Linked DNA regions of Mus musculus: regions 1, 2, 3 and 5 are each linked to region 4. The links are chromatin contacts, called in public HiChIP or PLAC-seq and promoter capture Hi-C maps. All regions are on one chromosome and are shown on one strand. The core of a region is the stretch at or near the end of the contact, and the rest is flanking DNA. Distances in the headings are between cores, read along the strand shown. Region 1 overlaps Ankrd28 (ankyrin repeat domain 28). Region 2 holds the start of Hacl1 (2-hydroxyacyl-CoA lyase 1). Region 3 overlaps Ankrd28 (ankyrin repeat domain 28). Region 4 holds the start of Capn7 (calpain 7). Region 5 holds the start of Spcs1 (signal peptidase complex subunit 1 homolog (S. cerevisiae)).

What was found. Promoter capture Hi-C pulls out the DNA fragments that hold promoters and counts their contacts. HiChIP or PLAC-seq counts read pairs in DNA pulled down with a chosen protein or histone mark. Capture Hi-C pulls out chosen DNA fragments and counts their contacts.
Region 1: a promoter capture Hi-C map of pre-B cells shows a contact between it and region 4, with 2.9 times the contacts expected there. The contact joins the enhancer-like site here to the promoter of Capn7 in region 4. A contact is called at or near these places in 3 of 39 promoter capture datasets (the C10 cell line, hippocampal neurons and pre-B cells), 2 of 115 datasets of contacts at active chromatin or transcription factors (bone marrow-derived macrophages and memory CD8 T cells) and 2 of 9 other capture datasets (adipose tissue and liver).
Region 2: a contact with region 4 is called in a promoter capture Hi-C map of liver. The contact joins the promoter of Hacl1 here to the promoter of Capn7 in region 4. A contact is called at or near these places in 9 of 39 promoter capture datasets (the 3T3-L1 cell line, cranial neural crest, frontonasal cranial neural crest and 5 more), 7 of 484 Hi-C or Micro-C datasets (B cells, CD4 T cells, cerebral cortex and 4 more), 6 of 115 datasets of contacts at active chromatin or transcription factors (the SCID.adh cell line, bone marrow-derived macrophages, embryonic stem cells and 2 more) and 4 of 9 other capture datasets (adipose tissue, liver, macrophages and 1 more).
Region 3: an H3K4me3 HiChIP or PLAC-seq map of bone marrow-derived macrophages shows a contact between it and region 4, with 4 times the contacts expected there. The contact joins the enhancer-like site here to the promoter of Capn7 in region 4. A contact is called at or near these places in 4 of 39 promoter capture datasets (the C10 cell line, cranial neural crest, hippocampal neurons and 1 more), 1 of 115 datasets of contacts at active chromatin or transcription factors (bone marrow-derived macrophages) and 1 of 9 other capture datasets (adipose tissue).
Region 5: a contact with region 4 is called in a promoter capture Hi-C map of adipose tissue. The contact joins the promoter of Spcs1 here to the promoter of Capn7 in region 4. A contact is called at or near these places in 21 of 39 promoter capture datasets (the 3T3-L1 cell line, 3T3-L1-derived adipocytes, the C10 cell line and 16 more), 6 of 484 Hi-C or Micro-C datasets (LSK cells, embryonic fibroblasts, embryonic stem cells and 3 more), 7 of 115 datasets of contacts at active chromatin or transcription factors (the 230-238 cell line, the SCID.adh cell line, a beta-TC-6 cell line and 4 more) and 3 of 9 other capture datasets (adipose tissue, liver and pancreatic islet).

What each region holds. Positions count from the first base shown.
Region 1 is chr14:31,784,607-31,787,306 of GRCm38.p6, forward strand. All of the region lies in intron 1 of Ankrd28 (ankyrin repeat domain 28), which reads right to left. Among named protein-coding and RNA genes, the nearest start is that of Ankrd28, 44 kb to the right of the region's middle. Within about 2 kb of position 1,260, at least 45 of the 459 cell types and tissues checked have an H3K27ac peak or open chromatin away from gene starts, as enhancers often do. A contact at or near this core is called in bone marrow-derived macrophages and pre-B cells, where this site is marked.
Region 2 is chr14:31,639,545-31,642,244 of GRCm38.p6, forward strand. It overlaps Hacl1 (2-hydroxyacyl-CoA lyase 1), which reads right to left and starts at 1,421. Exons shown (of 17, transcript NM_019975.3): 1 at 1,245-1,421; 2 at 950-1,054. The coding sequence starts at 1,334. It overlaps Btd (biotinidase), which reads left to right and starts at 1,513. Exons shown (of 4, transcript NM_025295.4): 1 at 1,513-1,591. The coding sequence starts at 1,581.
Region 3 is chr14:31,767,401-31,770,100 of GRCm38.p6, forward strand. All of the region lies in intron 2 of Ankrd28 (ankyrin repeat domain 28), which reads right to left. Among named protein-coding and RNA genes, the nearest start is that of Ankrd28, 62 kb to the right of the region's middle. Within about 2 kb of position 1,346, at least 68 of the 459 cell types and tissues checked have an H3K27ac peak or open chromatin away from gene starts, as enhancers often do. A contact at or near this core is called in adipose tissue and bone marrow-derived macrophages, where this site is marked.
Region 4 is chr14:31,335,357-31,338,056 of GRCm38.p6, forward strand. Capn7 (calpain 7) reads left to right here and starts at 1,282. Exons shown (of 21, transcript NM_009796.3): 1 at 1,282-1,627. The coding sequence starts at 1,526.
Region 5 is chr14:31,000,387-31,003,110 of GRCm38.p6, forward strand. It overlaps Spcs1 (signal peptidase complex subunit 1 homolog (S. cerevisiae)), which reads right to left and starts at 1,280. Exons shown (of 4, transcript NM_026911.3): 1 at 819-1,280; 2 at 458-517; 3 at 292-378. The coding sequence starts at 1,031. Glt8d1 (glycosyltransferase 8 domain containing 1) reads left to right here and starts at 1,047. Exons shown (of 10, transcript NM_029626.2): 1 at 1,047-1,611.

The DNA of each region.
Region 1 (2,700 bases), core at 10-2,509, 450 kb after region 4:
TACGAGCTCACAGAGACTGAACTGAAGCAGCAAGCACAGGGCCTGCAAGGGTCTGCACCAGGTCCTCTGTGCGTAAATTGTAGCTATTGGCTTAGTATTTTCATGGGACTCCTGCTTATGAGAACTCTGACTCTCGTGCCCACCCTTGGGGCTCTTCTTCCTGATGGGTTGCTGTGTCCAACTCTGATATGGTTGGTTTTTGCTTCATCATGTTTTATTTTATTTTGTCATGTTTAGTTGTTATCTCTTAGAAGACTTTTCTTTTCTAATGAGAAACAGAAACCAAGTGGATCCAGGGGATAGAGGAGGGAATCAGCCTGGAGTAGAGCTACACCTTGTCCAAAACCAAAGCAATAACCTACAAACACAACAAATGCTAGGAATGTTAGGACACGGCACCCTTATATACTGCGTATGTATGGTAATGTAAATTAATCCAGCCACTATGGAAATCAACAGAGAGGTTCCTCAGGAAATTAAAAATAGAACTGTATGACCCGTCTACATCACTCAGCAGTATATACCCAAAGAAGTCAAAGTCAGCATATAACAGAGACACTACATATCTATCACTATCACAGTCCAGTGATAGCAGCAGCCAAGCTACAGAATGAGCTCAGGGGCCCCGTTCAACAGGTGAAAGGGGTATTAACTGATGAATTATGATCACGAGGGTGCAGAAAGGAGGATGGTTTTCATAGGGTAGGTTAACAGGAAACATTTGAAAATGAAATTGTCATTGCATGTGACCAAAAAAATTAAAGAGTAATTTTCCTATTTCCTATTTGTAAATATATTGTTTTCATATACTTGACGTTTTTCTTGTGACATTTATACAATGCTTTGTTTCAATCTGTTTTCTCCTGCTTTAAAAAAAGAAAAAAACAAAAAACAAAAACAAAACTCTAGAACCCTCCATTATCGGTGTGTTGTGAATCATTTAAATTGGTGGGAAAATTAACCCTGGAAGAAAATGACAAGGCTTGACTTTTCTATGTAATATGTGGCTTGCTACTTGTTGCCTACTTAGCTAACCACCACTGACCCTTCCTTCTTACAGACTACCTTTAGTTTTGTTTGGATGCCATTTCTATATTCCACATGACTTGGAGAAATCTTGAATAGTGTAAGGTGATCATGGTAATTCTATTCTACCTAGTAAGTGACTCATTTGGGAAATGACATGCTCTGAGCCAGCTTGCTCTGTCACATGCAAAGGAAAGTCATCTGTAGTGTTTCTAGGAAAGTCTCTCTTTTTTTAACCTAAAAAGGGAGAGATAGAGGGAAATGTCCCCTCCTACTGGACAACAGCATATTTGATAATGATGTTGTGAAATGTGCTGAGTATCTTATGGCTGGAGTTATCCTAGAGTCCATACTAAGTCTGACTGAGAGAAAAGCAGAAAGGAGAAAGTGAGCCACTTCCTATGGTCACAGCAGTAACTAAAGCACTCAACCTTTTACAGCATAGTATTTCAATTACTGCTACTGTGATAAGACCCTTTACTATTTAATCCAGCTTCTACTTTAAATATAAAGTATTTTCAGTTTAAAATAGCCCTAATATTAAAGAACAAATAATATCCTATTATAAATAAAAGGGCCATTAAAATATAACAATTAACCTTATATTGTCTTAAAAGCGTTTAGGTATGCCTGTGATGCTGGATATTAGGAATATGTCAAGAAAACAATAAAAATTCCAGAATGATTGTTGGCTAAGAATGAACTTGTCATAGACTCTAATAAGATATCTTCTTTGTTTTTAAGAAGTTTGAAACAAGCTATAATTAATGGAATTAACAGTTATAAGCATGGCTTTTTATAAGGTTATTAAAGCCATAAAAATGTATTAAAAAGACTTCACATCACAAACACACCAGAAAAATACTTTCGTTCTTTTAACCATAAATTTGTTATGTAGAACTACAGCATTATTTGATAAAAGGAACTAAAGAATAAGAAAAATGTCCTAAACTATCTGAGTCATTACTTGAATTTTAAAATAGTGTTCAGTATGTCTCCACCCTGTTACAGCTCAAAAAGACATGAATCATTTTCTTTAGTATTTTCCAAATGATACTTTAGGACGGAAGTGATATATACAGTTTCAATTTGTGTGTGGAATAACTAGCATACACATAAGCTACGACCTTTCTGTACTAAAGGAAATTCTTTGGGTATTTTGTGTAATTATTGCTTTAAAAAGCAAACACCGGGTAACCATAGCAACTTGTTTTTGAATTGCAAACTGTTCTTCTCAACTTTTGCAGTACAGTAACGTGATACTACATTTACCCAGGTATTTTCAAATCACAGAAAACAGCATGAATTGTAAATAATCCTTCTTTAGCCTTTTTAAAGAATTTAATGTTTATGTGTGAGACTTGCATGTATGTGTATACCATGTGAGTGCCTGTTGCTCATGGAAGCCAGAAAAAGGACATGGGGTCCCCTGGAAATGGAGTCACGGGCAGCTGTGAGCTGTCATGTGGATGATTGGCACTTAACCCAGCTCTGCTGTAAGCGTGCTAAGTCTCTGACTCAATGAGCCATCTCTTCAGTGTTTAGTTGTTTTTAGCAGGCAGAATTTAGCCTGTTTAGAATAACCTCAACTCAGCTGGGTATTATGGTACATGTCTATTATCCCACTCAAGAGGCAGAAGCAGGAAGAAAATGAACAAGGCCAGCCTGGGCTAC
Region 2 (2,700 bases), core at 171-2,670, 300 kb after region 4:
ACTGCTGAGCTAAGTCTTCAGCCCCAATTCTTAATCTTTTAAATTATTTGTGTGTGTGTGTGTGTGTGTGTGTGAGAGAGAGAGAGAGAGAGAGACAGAGAGACAGAGAGACAGAGAGACAGAGAGACAGAGAGAGAGAGCGCCTGTCTGTGTGTGTGTGTAGGTCCAAAACAATTTAACTCAGCCTGTGTGTGTGTGTGTAGGTCCAAGGACAACATGAATCATAAATCAGAAACCGCCTTCATTTTTCCATACAGGCCCTGGAGATTACACTCAGGTTATGAGGTTACGTGGCTTTGTAGAACTTCACTGAACCACTTCATCTGCACCAGATACTTGATATTTTTGCCTGGATTGCTAAGAGAGGGTAATCCTGGGCTGCCAGAGAAAATACTTTAAGTGGGTTCATAAAATGTCCTTTGGTTTTCCCTCTCCCAGGTAAGACCCCAAAGGAGGGAGGCATAATGCTGAGGGAAAGCACCAAACTGGGGTTTGAGAGCCCTGAGTTCCAATGACGGCACTGCCGTCTATAATGTCTTCCACTTTATGTTGCATGAGTCCTGGCCTTCAATCACTAATCACTCTCTGACACCTGTCATGTACAGGAACTACATCAGATGCTGGCAATACACTTACCTAGCGATGAATCAATATGCCTTCTCTGCTAGAACTAACAGTCTAGTAGTGAAGTAAGACTACCCCTTTCGATTCTGATATTTGGATGTGGCAGAGTACACTACGGTAGAAAGGTATAAGCATAGCTCCAAACTCAGAATACCTGAGTTCAAATGCCACTACCAAATGACTCGCGTTGGGCAAGTTTAACTTAGTCTCTCTCTTCTCATTTTCCTGTCAAGGAGGATTAACAGTGGTACGTGCAATGCTTTAGAAACGATGGGACGCTGTGTGCATCGAATGGCTGCCATTTGGTCCCTGTGTCAAGACTCACCGCTTGCTCATTCCGCATCCCAATGTACTTGATGCCCAGTTCCTGGGCAGCAAGGGCGATTTCGGTCACGGGGATGCCTACGACACCGAACATGTACTCCACATCCTGAGGGTAGGAGGGAAAAGGGGCAACAAACAACTATCATCAGGTGACCCAGCCTTCTTGCCCTCCCGGGGGGTCCAAAGGAAAGACCTACAGGACCCCCGCCCCCGCCTCCTTGCCCTCCGTCTCTAGGACAACGCGAGGTCCCCGTCTGCTTCTGTAGAGCCTTTCACACCCGAGGGATCCATCGTACTTGAGTTTTTAGAGCCTGGGCGATGACTTTAGCACCAGACACCTGCTCCTCGCTTCTGTCGCTACCCTCTGCGGAGTTACTTTCTGGCATCTTCCACCTAAAGTTACTTCAAGGCACTCTCGCAGCTCACAGCTTCACTAGCCTAAGAGTTGTTGTTGGTGACACCCGCTTCTGACAGACAGGAGGGCAGCCCAACGGATTTAAGCAAAGGGGAGAAGGGGCGGGACAAGAAGTCAGTCCTTGGTGAGGCGATCATGTAAGCACGCCCATTCTCCAGTCAGTCTTTTCCGGACTCCGCCATCAGCAGGAGGCGGGACGAGCCGGAGGCCGCGTCCTATGCGAAGCAGGTAAGAAACCCAATCTCTGAGGATGCTCGCCTTGGTTTTGTCCTCCACTAGGGTAGCGATACAGCTCAGTCCGGTATGGAGGGGATGGCACATCTGGAGGGTGACTGCAGAGACCAGGCGAGGAGGGGGCGTGGCCCCACCGCGCCTCCCCGCCCTCGCCGGGGCTTCCCGCTGATTGGAGGCAAGCTACGCAAAGGCTGCTGGGACGCGGGTAACTTGGAGAGTGTAAAGTTGGAAAAAAAACAGGCTTTTGGGTACAGTGTCGTGCTCCTGTGCCCTCTGATTTTATAACTCTGTGGTTTTGCACCCCACATCATGTGCACGTTCCAGAAGTCTGTGAGCAGAGGTGTATTCTTAATCAGAGATGACACCAAAATTGCTCAAGAGATAAACTTATTAACACCGTAGCTGCTCCTGCCCTCTGCCTGGTTTATATTTACTTATTTTGTTCCAGTTGGGTATCACTAAGGTCTGTTAGAGCCATTGCTTAATAATTAATGTATGATTGCTTAACTTTTACCAAAGTAATAGTGTTGGTTTTCTACTTACTGGTTCATGGATTAGCCTGCTTGACCCCTGGCATCGCGTGCTTTGTAGACATTAGTGGATTCTTGGCCCCTTAACACCGATTGCTTTCTCAGAATTACTGGCAGAACACTTTATGAAGGGCAAACTGGACCCTGATGGGAACAAATCACTGTGATTCAGATCGAATGGGCTTTTGTTTGTTTGTTTGTTGGTTGGTTGGTTGGTTGGTTTATATTTATTAAGGATCAGTCTTCAACTGGCCATTTTTGCCATTTGGCAAAGAGAAAACTCATTGAGCTGGTTATTGCCTTCGCCTAGCAGTTCAAGGTACAGCGGGCCTTGCTTCCCTTGCCTGTAGAGATTAAGCAGAAGTGACGTGACTGTCTTCCAAGTGCAAAGTCACTGCTGTTCCATCCAACTTCAGTGTAAGGATCCCAGGCGCTGTAATTTATACAGAGCACTCTGTGTGGACTTGGAATATGTTAATCATACTCCCTGTTATTTTTGTTGGCAGTATGCTTAAAATGTTATTTGTTATTTTGGTGAGATTTGGCATCGTAGCGCCAGATGTGGTGGCTCAC
Region 3 (2,700 bases), core at 96-2,595, 430 kb after region 4:
CCACATGGTAAATAAGAGGTTATATCCCTAGATTACCTGAAGTACTTATACTTAGTGTGGACCAATAGTAGAATAGTGAAATCAAATGCCAGACCTTTGAAAATGCCTTCCCTTTAAAAGGCATCTGTCAAGCTGGGTGAGTGCATGCACATCAGCAGCATGGGGGAGGGGGAGGGGGAGGCCGAGGCTGAGGCTAAGGCTGAGGCCGAGGATCAACTCCACTCTGGGCTACATAGTGGAGTTCTGGATCAGCCTAAACTAAACTAAGCAAGATCTTGCCTTAAAAAACAAAATGAAATGAAAACAAAACAAAAACTACGTTATAGCTGGAGTATCTTCCTACTTCCTATAGGCTGAAAGGCAGATTTGAAACTGAGCTAACTTTGAACATGTAGATGTAGGCCACTATCAGAGCAGATTGTGACTATGATTGTGAATGATCTCAAGAACTAAGCCACCATCTTGGAACACCCACTTTTATAGACTATTCAGGATATTACTCCAGTCTTCCTGATTTTTTTCGGGGGAGGGATGCTGTACATGTGGATACATGGCTGTGTATGTGTGCATGTGGAGGTCAGATGTCAACCTCAGGACCATTCATCAAGAACTGTCTGCTTTGTTCTGACAGGATCAGTTCCTGGGACCCAGGGCTTGCTGACCATTAGGGTAGGCTAGTTGTCTAGTCATCCCCAGGTAACTTTCTGCCTTCCTAGTGCTGGTATTCACGCACTACCACATCCAGCTCTTAGGTGGGGGTCAGACATCGAACTTTGTTCCTCATGATTGTCTAACAAGCACTTTACCCACTGAGCTATCTCCTCAGCTCAAGATTGTAAAATTTTCTAGTTTGGGACTCTCTAACTCACTCTAAGGACAGCTGAGAGTGTGGATTAGAGTGGGGAGGCTTAGCAATACTATGTAAAAATACTGTACAGGAAATTAGTTTAGTGCTATTAATGTTAAATAAGTTAGTGAGCTAAGAGTTTTTCCTCTCTATGACCAGAGTTAGAATCTACTGCATCACGCCTTTTATTCTAATTTTCACCCCAGGAAATAGAATATAGAGAGAAATCATACACCAAACAGTGCTAAAAAGCTTACAGAGATTGTCTGGCAAGCACTGAAATATAAAAATTTACTGAAAGCTGAAGACTAATTTAGAAGTGTGTTTTAAAAAGAACTCGTTGCCTAGGCTTTTTGGTGCTACCCATTAAACAAACAAATGTTGCTAATGTTAAAATGTGATTAGACCTAGTCAAATAGACAAACATCTCTAATGTAACGCATAAGCATTACAGCAAGCACGATGACACAGAAAGTGAGTCATCTGTGTCTGAGAGATGCCTGGAATTCTGTGACTCAATGCTCACAATACTATGAAGCTATTTTATGACTCATACAAACATAGCATTCTTCTATGCAAATCAAAATAAAAGGGAATTAATTAATAATGAAAGAAAAAATACAGATCTTATTTCACTCTACTAGAGTTCAACACTGAAAATTAGGCATTAAAATAGCTAAAAGTCCCTTTAGTAAAATATGGCTTTAAAACTTATGTTTTAAAAAAATGAATTCTAACTTGTTTATTCAATCATTGCAGGAAGCAAATGCTGAAAACAATTAGATGTCCCCTAAATGGTTACTTAAATAATAGAACACAAGAAGCTCTTCATCAACCTTTATTTAACTCACATGATTAACTAATATTCTTGGCTCCTGGGTAGCATGAATAACTAGTTTTTACACAAGGTACTTTGACTCACAGTCTTCCACTACTAAATCCACACACTCTTGATCATACAATGGGGTCTATGTTTGCCAAGGGTAAAATGTGTTAGTAATTTGTGTATTTGTAGCTTATTTAAATAGCATTTAAATAACTAAATCAGGAATGAAGAACCAAGTGTTTCGATGATGAACAGGCTAAATATTATTTTTAAAATTCAATAAAGGCAAGTGCTACAAAATGGGAAAAGGGTGAGAAACTGCAACACTAAAGCTGCCTGCTTTTATAAAGAGCCAGAGTTTTACTCTAAGCTAGTTTTGTCCTAGAGAATCTCCCTATGAATACAGGCTAGCCTAGAGCTCTTATGTAATCCATGTAGGCTTAAAACTCAAGATTATCCTACCTCTGCTTTCATGGTGAGGAGACTATAGACACGTGCCACCAGGCCTGGCTTAACATGGTCAGTTAAGGGCTTACTTTCTCCTATCACTTAAAGAAACGCAAAATGGAAGGTATGGATAATAAATTGTGGGTATAGTTCAAGAAAAATATTCCTATTACTAAGTTATGCATTATTAATGAAAAACCTTGAGCTTAATTTTTAAAAAAAGGCCTAGTGAATATATTGGTACATTGAAATGCTTAATAAACATCAGACTTTTAACATATCTGAAATTTCCAGTTGGACATCTACACAATGAAATACTGTACTTATAATTTAAATTAAGAAGCAGGGACCATAATAAAATAAAACCACTTGTCAACAAACCTGATGACCTGAGTTCAATCCCTGGAACCCAGAAGGTAGAAGAAGAGAACTGACTCTAACAAGTTGTTCCCTGTCTTACACATATGAGCTATGACATGCGCACTGTGCACGTGCGCACACACAATACCCGGAGGGAGGGAGGGAGGGAGGGAGGGAGGGAGGGAGGGAGGGAGTTCTTACCATGTACTTGTTTTAAAAA
Region 4 (2,700 bases), core at 32-2,531:
AATGGAGGAAGGGGACGACAGACATTCATAGCTGGCACAAGCAAGGTGGAGGGTCGAGACACACATGATGCTCAGGGATGCTGACCACAGCCTCTTTAGCTGTACACTGACCAGTTTCAGTAGTAACATCCACCCCATTGTGACCTTGATAATGAATATCCTGAACCACCAGCATGAGCATCACTAAGGAGTCTTTCTTGAGCTTGAAGACAGCTGATACCACTCTAGACTGGATCACAATCAATTCAACTCCTTTTCTCTCTCTCCCTGAGACAGGTTTTCTCTGTGTGGCCACACTACTATCCTGTAATGAGCTCTGAAGACCAGGCTGGCCAAGCACTCAGAGATTTGCTTCTTCTGCCTCTGGAGTGGTGGGATTAAAAGCGAGCACCACAGCCAGGCTCACAATCAACTCTTAGCAATATCTCCAGCTGATTTGTGTTCATGTTTGCACGGAGAGTGCTCCACTACAACAGACATATGCCTCCTGGGGTCGTTCAGGGTTTTTGCTGTGTAGATCATGCTGGCCCAGTCCTCTTACCACAGCCTCCAGACTGCTGGCTTACAGGAATGTGTCACCATATGCTGCGTTAATGTTTCTTATGTGTGGGATCATACAGTGTATAATTTTGTCAAGACTTGCTACTTTGACACAGCATGGATTTTGAATCTCATCCAAGTTCTGGCACTTGCCATTAGTTAATTTTCATCACTGCTGAATTCAAACTTTTAAGGGGATAAAAGAAAGCAACCACACTACCATTTACTATGTAATTACAACCTTCAACTTGCCCTAAGATACAAGTCAAAAATACATCATCTGGTTTGTAGACAATTCAAACAATACACTTCGGTGTGCCTTGGGGAGCCGTAGAAGGTCATACTTTAGTTTGTCAAATGAACATTACCAGAGCATCTCAAAAGCACCTCCTAGCCTCATTTCATATCTTTATTTCTAATTAAACCAGTTGGCAATACGAGGTGCTACTGATTGTTTCTTTCCGCCTACCCTTCTCACTTAGCGGACCAAGGGCTCCATAACGCGCATGCTCCTTTCAAGCCATCCCCTGATTCTCTCCAACAACCTCCTGGGCACTGGCACCTTCTTTCTAGCAGGCGGAAGCGGAGCCCTCAGCTTCGCCCTGGCACCTGCTTCCTCTTGTCCAATCCCACTGGACATTGTTCTGGCCCCGCCCACCTACGATCGCCTTGAGCCCCGCCTGCTTCGGCGGGAGCGCTCCCCCTCCCGGCCGGGGTCGACTGCGCCTGCGCAATGCGGCTGATGGGCGGAGCAAGGACGCGAGGGGTGGGGGCGGCCGCGAGGGCTCCGAGCCCGGGCTGCTCGGAGCTCGCAGTCCTCCGGGCGGGTCTGAGGTAGTGGGGCTCCGTCATCTCTTCCGCCGCCCTCGAAAGTAAACTTTGCCACTCCACCCGCGGGGTCCCCAGTTCTCGCCGCAGTGCCTCCGGGCGTCGGGGTTCCGCGTCAGGGCCTGTCTGCCTCCCCCGGCGTGGGGCCTTGGGCGCCATGGACGCGTCGGCGCTGGAGCGGGACGCCGTGCAGTTCGCGCGGCTGGCAGTGCAGCGCGACCACGAAGGCCGCTACTCTGAGGCGGTGTTTTACTACAAGGTGAGGACAAGCACTCGGCTCCGGCCGCGTCACCCGATCGAGTGTTGGCGGAACCCAAGGCGGAGGGGCGGGGTCCTGCTGGGGCTGTCCGGCTTGTCAGGCCGCAGATGCCCGCCGCTTTGCTGCTTGTGGCGGCCGAGGTGGGATGGGGAGTGAACACCCTGTTCGCTGTCTGTTGGCCTTGATGCAACCCTTGATGTGAGGCCAACCTTGGGTAATCCGTCAGAATATGCTAATAGTGCACGTTCCAGGTAGAAAGAAAAAGTAAATTAGGAAAAAAATTCATCGTACTCTAGCATTCGATGTATGTCTCCATGATTGTTTTTCTGAGTGTATGTGTGTATACACGCCTTCTTACCCCCAAACTTGAATCATATCGTTTGTACTATTTTGACATCTCACTTCTGCATTGTACCTAGATAACCTTTGGTTGCTTGCATGTGCTACGTTTACAGCATGTTCTGTATTTGGTTGTGGCTTTCCAGCATTGAAGTAGTGCAGTTAAAATCCTTAGAGCTTTTTTTTAAAAAAAATGTGATACTTGTTTTGGATGATGGGGAGCACAGTTGCTTGTCAAAGGGTATGCACTTCCGCAGTTCATCCTGTGTTCTCCAGTCCTGAAGGTTTGCAAACACACCCCTCCAGTTGTATCGTCATGATATGGGCATCTTTTCCTTGATTATACGGAAGTAGTAAAAATTTCCCCCTTATGCTTACGTGTTATCAGTAAAGCGTGGTTTGCTTTCTGCTAATATTTTACTATTTTTATTTTAAAACCTACCTTATATTTAGACACTTTTGTTTTAGGATCATTCGTTTTAAGTTTCTTAATTTTGATTTTACAATCCTACCTCCCTACCACACCCGAGTGTGTGTGTATGTGTGTGTGTGTATCTGTCTGTGTTGTGTCTGTGTCGGTGTCTCCCTGCCCTGTCGCCCTCGTTCTCGGGGTTCTTGCTATATAGTGGAAGCTATTTTTAAATTTGTCTTCCCCTTACCTTAGCCTTCCCATTGCTGAGATTTACAGGAATGTGCCACCATGCCTGACTACCAGGTGATAGTTCTTTAAAAGA
Region 5 (2,724 bases), core at 30-2,529, 330 kb before region 4:
TTTAAGAACTAAAAGAAATATGAAGGCTGCGTGAGCAAAGCGAAGCCCCTGGCATATTCATTTTACTGCCTAGAGGAGATGCAAAAGACAATTAGAAAGCTCTACACCTTTATGTAGCGCAGGCCATCGGACACAACTTAACATTCTACTTTTCAAATAATAGAGAACAGAAACATTAATGGGAAAGACGAACAAAGAGGTGATTCTGGTTCTCACTGGTAGGTCCAACCAAGTCTCCTGAGTCAGAAAACTTACGCTACTGCTAATACGCAAATACCACAAATAGCTTACCAAACAGGAGAAAGCAAATCCGGCCATAACTATGTAGACAGTCCACCCAAACTGTTCAGCCACGTACCCGTAGATAAACCCAACTATCTGAAAAGAAACAAAGTATATAAAATGCACTCAAACCAAGAGAGGCGGGGTTAAGAATTAAAAGTAATGCAATACTTACTGCAGAAAAAAGAATGATCCCCTGAAACATCTGTTCAGCTAGTTTCTGCCCCTTGTAATCCTAGGGACGAAAAAGAAGAGGACGAGTTGGTCCTACTGCCAAAGGACTGCAATTCTCGTAGGGAACTCAGCGTTGGCATAAGGCAGCATTCAACACCAGGAGGGCCCGAGAGTAAGGAAGCAAACATGTAATTTCCCAGGGAAACTTGGGCATCTTAACAGACCACGGGAAAGGGGATCTATTCTGGGGAAGAGAAGGGAAAGTGAAGCCAATCTTAGGAGTGGCTCCGGTGAGGGTGAGGGGCTTAGAAGTCGCTAGGCTCCAAAGAGAAGTGCGGGGGATCGGGGACGCGCGCCCTCACCATCTGGGTGGGCAGCGAACTCAGGTGTTCCAGCATGGTTGCTGAAGACCGATACCGACAACGAAACGGACGTAGCCGATTATTAAGGAGTAAAGTTTGCGGGGGTCGATATCGAGAGCAAGGCCGACCAGCCGAGCGTTTCACTTCGGCCGTGGCCCCGGAAGCGGATGTCTCCGAGGGGCACGGACAACCCCTGGCCCCGCCCCGCGCCATCGACAAGGGAGGTACGTCTCTTAGCTTTCCTAGAACCCTGTACACTGCTCACGAGGGCTGGGGCAGCGACCTGGCCGGAGCATCGTGCACCGGTCAGCGCTCCTGGCCGCCCGGAGCTGTAATTGCGGCAGGAATCACTTGCGGGCTGCGCCTCCCCAGTTTAACGGCCGCCGGCGCGCTCCACGTCTCCATAGCGACGGCCTTTACTCGGGGAGGACCCGGGCGACGGGGCTGCCCCGTGGCGCCTGCTGCGCCTGGCTTTCTGGCAGAGGGAGGCACAGTCAAACTAGGGGTTGTGGCCCTACGTGGCTGCTGCAGAGCTCGCCGGCCAGTGGGCCACGGCCAGAGAGCAGCGGACGCGGACGGCCCGGCGGTGGGCCGGGGCCTGGGGCCTGCGGAGCGAGCGCTGAGCTGGCGGGGCGGGCTGGGGCGTGGGCGGCGGCCACTCCTCCCAGCGCAGGTAAGGGCGACTGCGCCCAGCCTCGGAAGGCGACGATTCGTCTGACGCGGCTCTAACCTGACCTGTCAGTGCGTGGCGGGATCCCCGGAGCGCCTCACCACGTCCCCATCACTCCTAAGCGTAAGGAGGCTACTAATGATCTCTAGAGTTAGGGAAGATAACGAAGCCACATTCTCCAGGGAAAGGAGACTGCCTCGGAGAAGAGCTGCGAGGCCCAAGTCGCCCCACATCTCGTGGATTGAGCTTCCGTGCCCCTATGTAGAGGGTCCCAAATTCGGCCTAACTTTTTGGTTGCCGGTTTCCATGGCTCATTCCCAGGCCAGTCCCTCTTGGTAAAGACCAGCCAAGGGCCGGGCGTGGTGGCGCACGCCTTTAATCCCAGCACTCGGGAGGCAGAGGCAGGTGGATTTCTGAGTTCGAGGCCAGCCTGGTCTACAAAGTGAGCTCCAGGACAGCCAGGGCTATACAGAGAAAACCCGTCTCGAAAAACCAAAAAAAAAAAAAAAAAAAGACCAGCCAAGGGGTTCCCTTAACCCTGTCTTTCAAGGGTTGTGTATTTCAAAGCGTGAGCCCTTCCCTCATGACTGAGCTAGATGGGGTGCCGAATTCAGACAGACCATTCTGGGGATCCCATCCTCTGGGGCCCGCTGCCTCTGTGGACTCTGCTGTGCATGCAGTCAGGCACAGATGGCGAGATGCTAGACACTCTAGACTGGGAGGTGAGTAGCCGATGCCAGCATCTACACATCCATGGAGCTACCAACCCATTAGTTAGTTAGTTAATTTTGATTAGCACAGTTGTGACTTAGAACTTGGAAACTTGGAGTGTGTCAAGGAAGATGTCCACATCACTCCAGTAATGTGACTATTGAATTAGCTGCGGGGGGAAAGCACCTATGTGATAGAGCTCTGGAAAGTGTAACCTGGGCTTTGGGGACGTTTCCTGATCGTGAAAGACAAGTGGGGCATAGCCAGTTAAGTGTGTGAAAATGTCCAAGTGTTCTTGTGCTTTGACACCATTCAGAAAAGTACAGACCCCCTTGACACTTCGGACCTTAGAGCCAGTACAATGAAAGACTACAACAATCTTCAAGGGTCTTTTTTCTTTTCTCCTTCCCTACACTTTCCTTAGTACATATGAATAGGCTCTCATTCCTCAGGGTTGTATCTCTACCAGTGCACTTCATAGGACGGGAGTTTGTTTTACAGACCATATAGTATTTGAACTATAAA